Linked DNA regions of Bos taurus: region 1 is linked to region 2. A link is a contact called in public Hi-C data. All regions are on one chromosome and are shown on one strand. The core of a region is the stretch at or near the end of the contact, and the rest is flanking DNA. Distances in the headings are between cores, read along the strand shown. Region 1 holds the start of NGRN (neugrin, neurite outgrowth associated). Region 2 overlaps SEMA4B (semaphorin 4B).

Evidence for each region. Hi-C and Micro-C count contacts between places; a contact is called where the count stands out from the background.
Region 1: a contact with region 2 is called in a Hi-C map of liver, with 2.1 times the contacts expected there. The contact joins the promoter of NGRN here to the enhancer-like site in region 2. A contact is called at or near these places in 2 of 11 Hi-C or Micro-C datasets (liver and skin fibroblasts).

The regions. Positions count from the first base shown.
Region 1 is chr21:21,634,064-21,636,916 of ARS-UCD2.0, forward strand. It overlaps NGRN (neugrin, neurite outgrowth associated), which reads left to right and starts at 1,533. Exons shown (of 2, transcript NR_028054.1): 1 at 1,533-2,232. It also overlaps a transcript of GDPGP1 not described here.
Region 2 is chr21:21,599,288-21,601,987 of ARS-UCD2.0, forward strand. All of the region lies in intron 4 of SEMA4B (semaphorin 4B), which reads left to right. Among named protein-coding and RNA genes, the nearest start is that of CIB1, 21 kb to the right of the region's middle. Within about 2 kb of position 1,319, at least 20 of the 102 cell types and tissues checked have an H3K27ac peak or open chromatin away from gene starts, as enhancers often do. A contact at or near this core is called in liver, where this site is marked.

The DNA of each region.
Region 1 (2,853 bases), core at 283-2,782, 35 kb after region 2:
CTGGACCCCCTCACTTGCCCAGCTCGAGAGTAACCCTCTGCCCTTCTGCAGTTGGGCGGGGAATCCAAAGTTTTCCCTTTAGCCTGGGAAAGAGGACAGGAAATACAAGAGATCGTTAGCCTTTTGGTACAATAAAATCCGGAACCATTTGGGCTGGCTTAATTTAGAATTTCAGCACATTTATATCATTCTGGTCTTTCCCAGGTGGTGCTACTGGTAATGAACCAGCCTGCCAATGCAGGAAACATGGGTTTGATCCTGAGTCTGGAACATCCATTGGTGGAGGACATGGCAACCCATGCCAGTATTCTTGCCTGGAGAATCCCAGCGAAAGAGGAGCCTGGAGGGCTACAGTCCATAATGTTGCAAAAACAGTTGGACACGACTGAAGCCACTTAGCATGCACGGTCTTTCCTTTAAGTGGCTTCTAGAGAAAATGAATCTGTGGGCTGTCTCTTCATCTGGGTGTCTGGTACCGCAGTTCCTTTTCTCTCTCTCCCTGATTTCTGCTCTTCCTCCATTCCAGAACCCTGGCCATCAGTCTGACCAACTTCAAGTATGAGAGTGAAGCACCAGCTCATCTCTCAAATGACTGGGCATCAGAGGATATTTAGGGTTGCAGTTTTCACTCTGACGATGGTTCTCGCAATTTGCTCCCAGCCCCTGGATCTCGTTCAGTTCAGTCACTCAGTCAAGTCCGACTCTTTGTGACTCAGTGGACTGCAGCATGCCAGGCTTCCCTGTCTATCACCAACTTCTGGAGCTTACTCAGACTCATGTTCATCGAGTCAGTGATGCCATCCAACCACCTCATCTTCTGTTGTCCCCTTCTTCTCCCGCCTTCAATCTTTCCCAGCATCAGGGCCTTTTCCAGTGAGTCAGTCCTTTGAATCAGGTGGCCCAAGTATTGGAGTTTCAGCTTCAGGATCAGTCCTTCCAATGAATATTCAGGGCTGATTAACTTTAGGGTTAACTGGTTTGATCTCCTTGCAGTCCAAGGAACTCGCAAGAGTCTTCTCCAACACCACAGTTCAAAAGGATCAATTCGTTAGGCTGACTTAACAACTTGTCTTCTCCGTCCTTCAAACCTTAGCCTGGATTTACCGCTAAATCTGTACTCTGGGTGCAGCCCTGGGCTAGAGGTCATCCAGGCGACAAGAAATCCGTTTCCCAGAGGAGTCCAGTTCCCATAGCTCGGGGCTGTCGCCATCAGAGAACCGCTGAGGGGACGCCCTTCCTGTGACCGTGGCGGAGGCAAGCCGGCCTGGGCAGCCCTTAGGGTAAAGGGGCGTCTCTTGGCCAATGAGCTCGTGTTTAAAATTTATCGCGTTTGGTAGGAGCGTCCTCTACCTCATTCCGGTTCCGGGAGTTGCAGGGAAAACACTCGCCCTCCCCGCGCCCCGTAGTTATTATCGGGAGGGCTGGGCCACCGAGCGGTTTAAACCCAAAAGCCACGCCCTCAGCCTGAAGCCGGAAAGAACCGCTACGTCCCCGAGCTTTCCCCCCCTGCGTACTTCCGGTTCAGTCCCTGGCTTCCGGTGCTGCCAGTCCGTGGGTCGTGAAGGGGGTTTTTGTAAACATGGCGTTTTCCCCGAACGTTTTGCTGGGCGGGCGTGTCTGCGCAGCGGTTGCTCGCAGTGGGTTTGCTACCCGGAGGGTGACCATCCCGGGCTCTACCAGCCGAGAGCCGGACCCCGATTTCGACTGGGAACCGGAGGAGCGAGAACTGCAGGAGGTGGAGAGGTACCGACTCCTTCCCGGGCCCTCAGCCTGAAGCAGGGCCTCGGTCTGGGCGCCCTTGTCCGCGCCCGGTTGGCGCTGGGCGTCCTGCAGCAGCCCTTCTCACCCGTTTTTAGGGACGCAGGGGCAGGTGTTAGATCCTTTGGGACCACAGGTCCTTTCACCAAGGACGTATTTCATCACCCGACTGAAGAATTCAGCAACAGCTTATGGGCTGCTGTTCTTGGTGTTAGACTTCTGGGGCGGTGTTCTGGCTGGCCGACATGGCCACGTAGTGTTTGCAAAGTGAAGTGCGCTGGACGCTCTGTGACTGACCCCAAGGCTCTTAAACCACCCATCTAGCGTCTATGCATGGTTTCTGCCATTGGTTCTCTCCCCCAGCGCCCTGAAACGACAGAAAAAAGCCATCCGGTTCCAGAAAATTCGAAGGCAAATGGAGGCGTCAGGTGCCCCACCCAGGACCCTGACGTGGGAAGCCATGGAGCAGATCCGGTAAGACTATTAAGATTTTTGTTTTGAATACATAGTGCATTACATATGGCTCAAAATTAAAGCAGTATAACTGCGTATGTGTTGAGAAGTGTTAACCCTCCTAGTCTCCTGTGGATAGAAATACTATTAAAATATTAATAGTTTTCTTGTGTCACTATCTAGGTTTCCTTCTGCACATAGAAGCAAGCCCATGTGAATGTAGAATTTTATTTTCACTTTCGTAGTCTCAAACAATTTATAAATAACTTTTCTACACTTTACTTGTTCATTTAATATATTCCGAAGATCTTTCAACTTCCCAAGAGAGAGCGCCTCATTCTCATTTGTAGATGCTTAATAAATTGTAGTTTATATTACTGGTCTTTTATGGTGGGCGTTTGAATTGTTCCCACCCACTCACTGTAACAAATAGTGCCCTAGTGCATGACCTTGTGTACCCATCAATGTCCATATCTGCCAGAAGCATTATACACATTCTCAGAAGTAGGGTTACTGAAGCCAAAGCTAAATGAATTTGCATTTTGATAAATATTGCTAAATAGTCTTCCGAAGGTCATGTTCCGTTTTTCATTCTCACCAGAATAATTCTGGAGTTGAGACTTAGAATCAGGGGGATTTATA
Region 2 (2,700 bases), core at 69-2,568:
CCGCTGGGCAGAGGACGTGGAGGGTGTCTGAGCAGCACAGGACACTCTCTGCCACACACAGGGTAGGGCAGACGCTAAGACTGACCCTGTGCCCCAGCACTCGGGAAGCTGAGTGCATAAACACCCTCCCCCCTTCAGTCACCTCTGCAGATGGCACCCCGGAGCGAACGCTCAAGCACGGACAAGCCCTGCAGTAGGGTGTATACACACACAGACATACGCATACACACACAGAGGCAAGCTCAGGCAGGAACTCCACTCAGAACACCACTGAGTAGGAACCAGAGTGCGCGCACGCACACACGCACACACACCACACGGGCCTGTGACCCCAGGCCCTGTCTGAGCCCACGCCCTCTGCTTGGCTGTGAGACCCTCGCTGGCTCGGCACAGGCCGAGGTTAGAGGCGCCCAGGGTGAGGACCAGGGAAGCCCAGCTCTTCCAAACAGCCCTGCTTCTCTGGCAGCTCTCGCCAGGCTGGATTTTCCTGCAGGGCTTTCTGATTTTGTTTTTGATCTGCTGGAGTGTTGATCATGCGCCAGACACCGTGCCAACACCGTGATAACATGTGCAAAGTTGTTTTGAGCGAAGCTTTCAGTAAATGTGGGTTATTACATGTATTACTATTTACGTGTCTAATCTCATTTCTTGTAACTACCCTGAGAGGCAAGGTGCTATTATCCTCATTTCACAGATAAAGAAAACAGGGTGCCTAGATTTGAAGTGTGGAGAAGGCAATGGCACCCCACTCCAGTGCTCTTGCCTGGAAAATCCCATGGATGGAGGAGCCTGGTAGGCTGCAGTCCATGGGGTCGCTAGGAGTCGGACACGACTGAGCGACTTCCCTTTCACTTTTCACTTTCATGCATTGGAAGGAAATGGCAACCCACTCCAGTATTCTTGCCCGGAGAATCCCAGGGGCGGGGGAGCCTGGTGGGCTGCCGTCTCTGGGGTCACACAGAGTCGGACATGACTGAAGCGACTTAGCAAAAGCGGCAGCAGATTTGAAGTGGCTGGTCCTAGTGGCACACAGACAGTAAGTAACAGAGGCAGGAGTTGAGCCCAGGTCTCTGAGTCTGTGCTGTTTATTTATTTGGCAGTGCTGGGTTTCAGTTGCAGCATGTAGGAATCTAGTCCTCTGACCAGGGATCGAACCCAGGCCCCCTGCATTGGAAGCACGGAGTCTTAGCCACGGACCACCTGCGAAGTCCTTCTGAGTCTGTGCTTTTAACTTCTGGCTTGCTGACACTCCCAGCTGGCAAGCGAGCCCCACTGACTGACCCTGGTGAAGGCCACAGGGCAAGAGGGATTGTGGATGGGCAGGCCTTCAGGATACCGTGGTGCTTTGAGTTTGAGAGACGTGGGGCGGAGGGAGCGAGGGACAGGATCCCCAGAATGGGAATGCGTGTGAGAGGACCCCTCGCCTGCTTCTTCAGGGTGTTTTCTGTCCCGTGGCACTTGCATTGACTCCCAGTATGACGAAGGAGGTGTGGGGGCTCCTGGGCAGCTGGTGAGTTTGGAGGGCGGGGCTGGACCAGGGCTGGGCAGCTGGCGCCTCGGCTGCCCCTCCCACCTGGCTGTGACCCTTGGCAAGTCTCCCCGCCCCCCATGCCCCCAGGCCTGAGCAAGGCTGAGCTGCCACCTGGACTAAAGCTTATCTCTGACCTTTGGCATTCCTGTGTGTGGACAGATTGCAAGAGCAGCCTCTGCCCAGGCTTACGGGGACCTGCTGCCTCGGTAGAAATGCGCCTCCTCTGTAGGCAGATAAGCCCTCACTGTCAGGAAACTGGAGCGCTGTGAAAGGATGAGGAGGGGGCTTCCCTGGTGGTCTACTGGTTAAGAATCTGCCTGCCAATGCAGGGGACATGGGTTCGATCCCTGGTCTGTAAAAATTCCACATGGCTCGGGGCAACTGAGCCTGTGCGCAGGACTACTGAAGCCCGTGCGCTCTAAGAGCCTGTGCTCTGCAGCAAGAAATCTTGGTCTGTGAGAAGCCTGTGCATTGCAACTAGAGAATACCCCCACTCACTGCACCTGGAGAAAGCCCACACGGCAGCGAAGACCCAGTGCAGCCGGAAACTAATTAATTAAAAATAAATAAAAAATACTAAAATAAAAGACGAGGGACTGCAGTGGCCATTTGCTCTGGCCTCACTGACTCCTTGTGAGCCCGCTGTGAGTTTTGTTTTCATTATCCCCATTATGAGAAAACTCCAGTTTGGTGAGATGGCATCTACCCTGCCCTACAAACATGGTGCTTCTCAAAGTGTGCTCCATGAGCCTCCTACTTCAGAATCCCCTGGGAGATTCAAAACCTTGCATGTTCTCAGGCCCCATCACGGGCCAGCATCGTCAGAGTCTTCAGGGTCAGCTCGTGGATCTAGAGTGTAGGTCTTCCAGGTAGTTTTGCTGCAGTTTGTAGACGGGAGTCCAGGGAGGAGACCTCCTGAGTTGGCCTTCCATCACACTTCCTTTTTTTTTTTCTTTTAAATTGGAGTATAGTTGCTTTACAGTGTTGTTAATTTCTGCTGTACAACAAAGTCAATCAGCTATATGTGTACACAGACCCTTCCCTCTTGGACCTCCCACCCACCTCCAGTTCCCACCCCTGGAAGTCATCGCTGAGCACTGAGCTGGGCTCCTTGTGCTACACAGCGGCTTCCCATGGCTATCTGTTTTATACACGGTAGTGTATATATG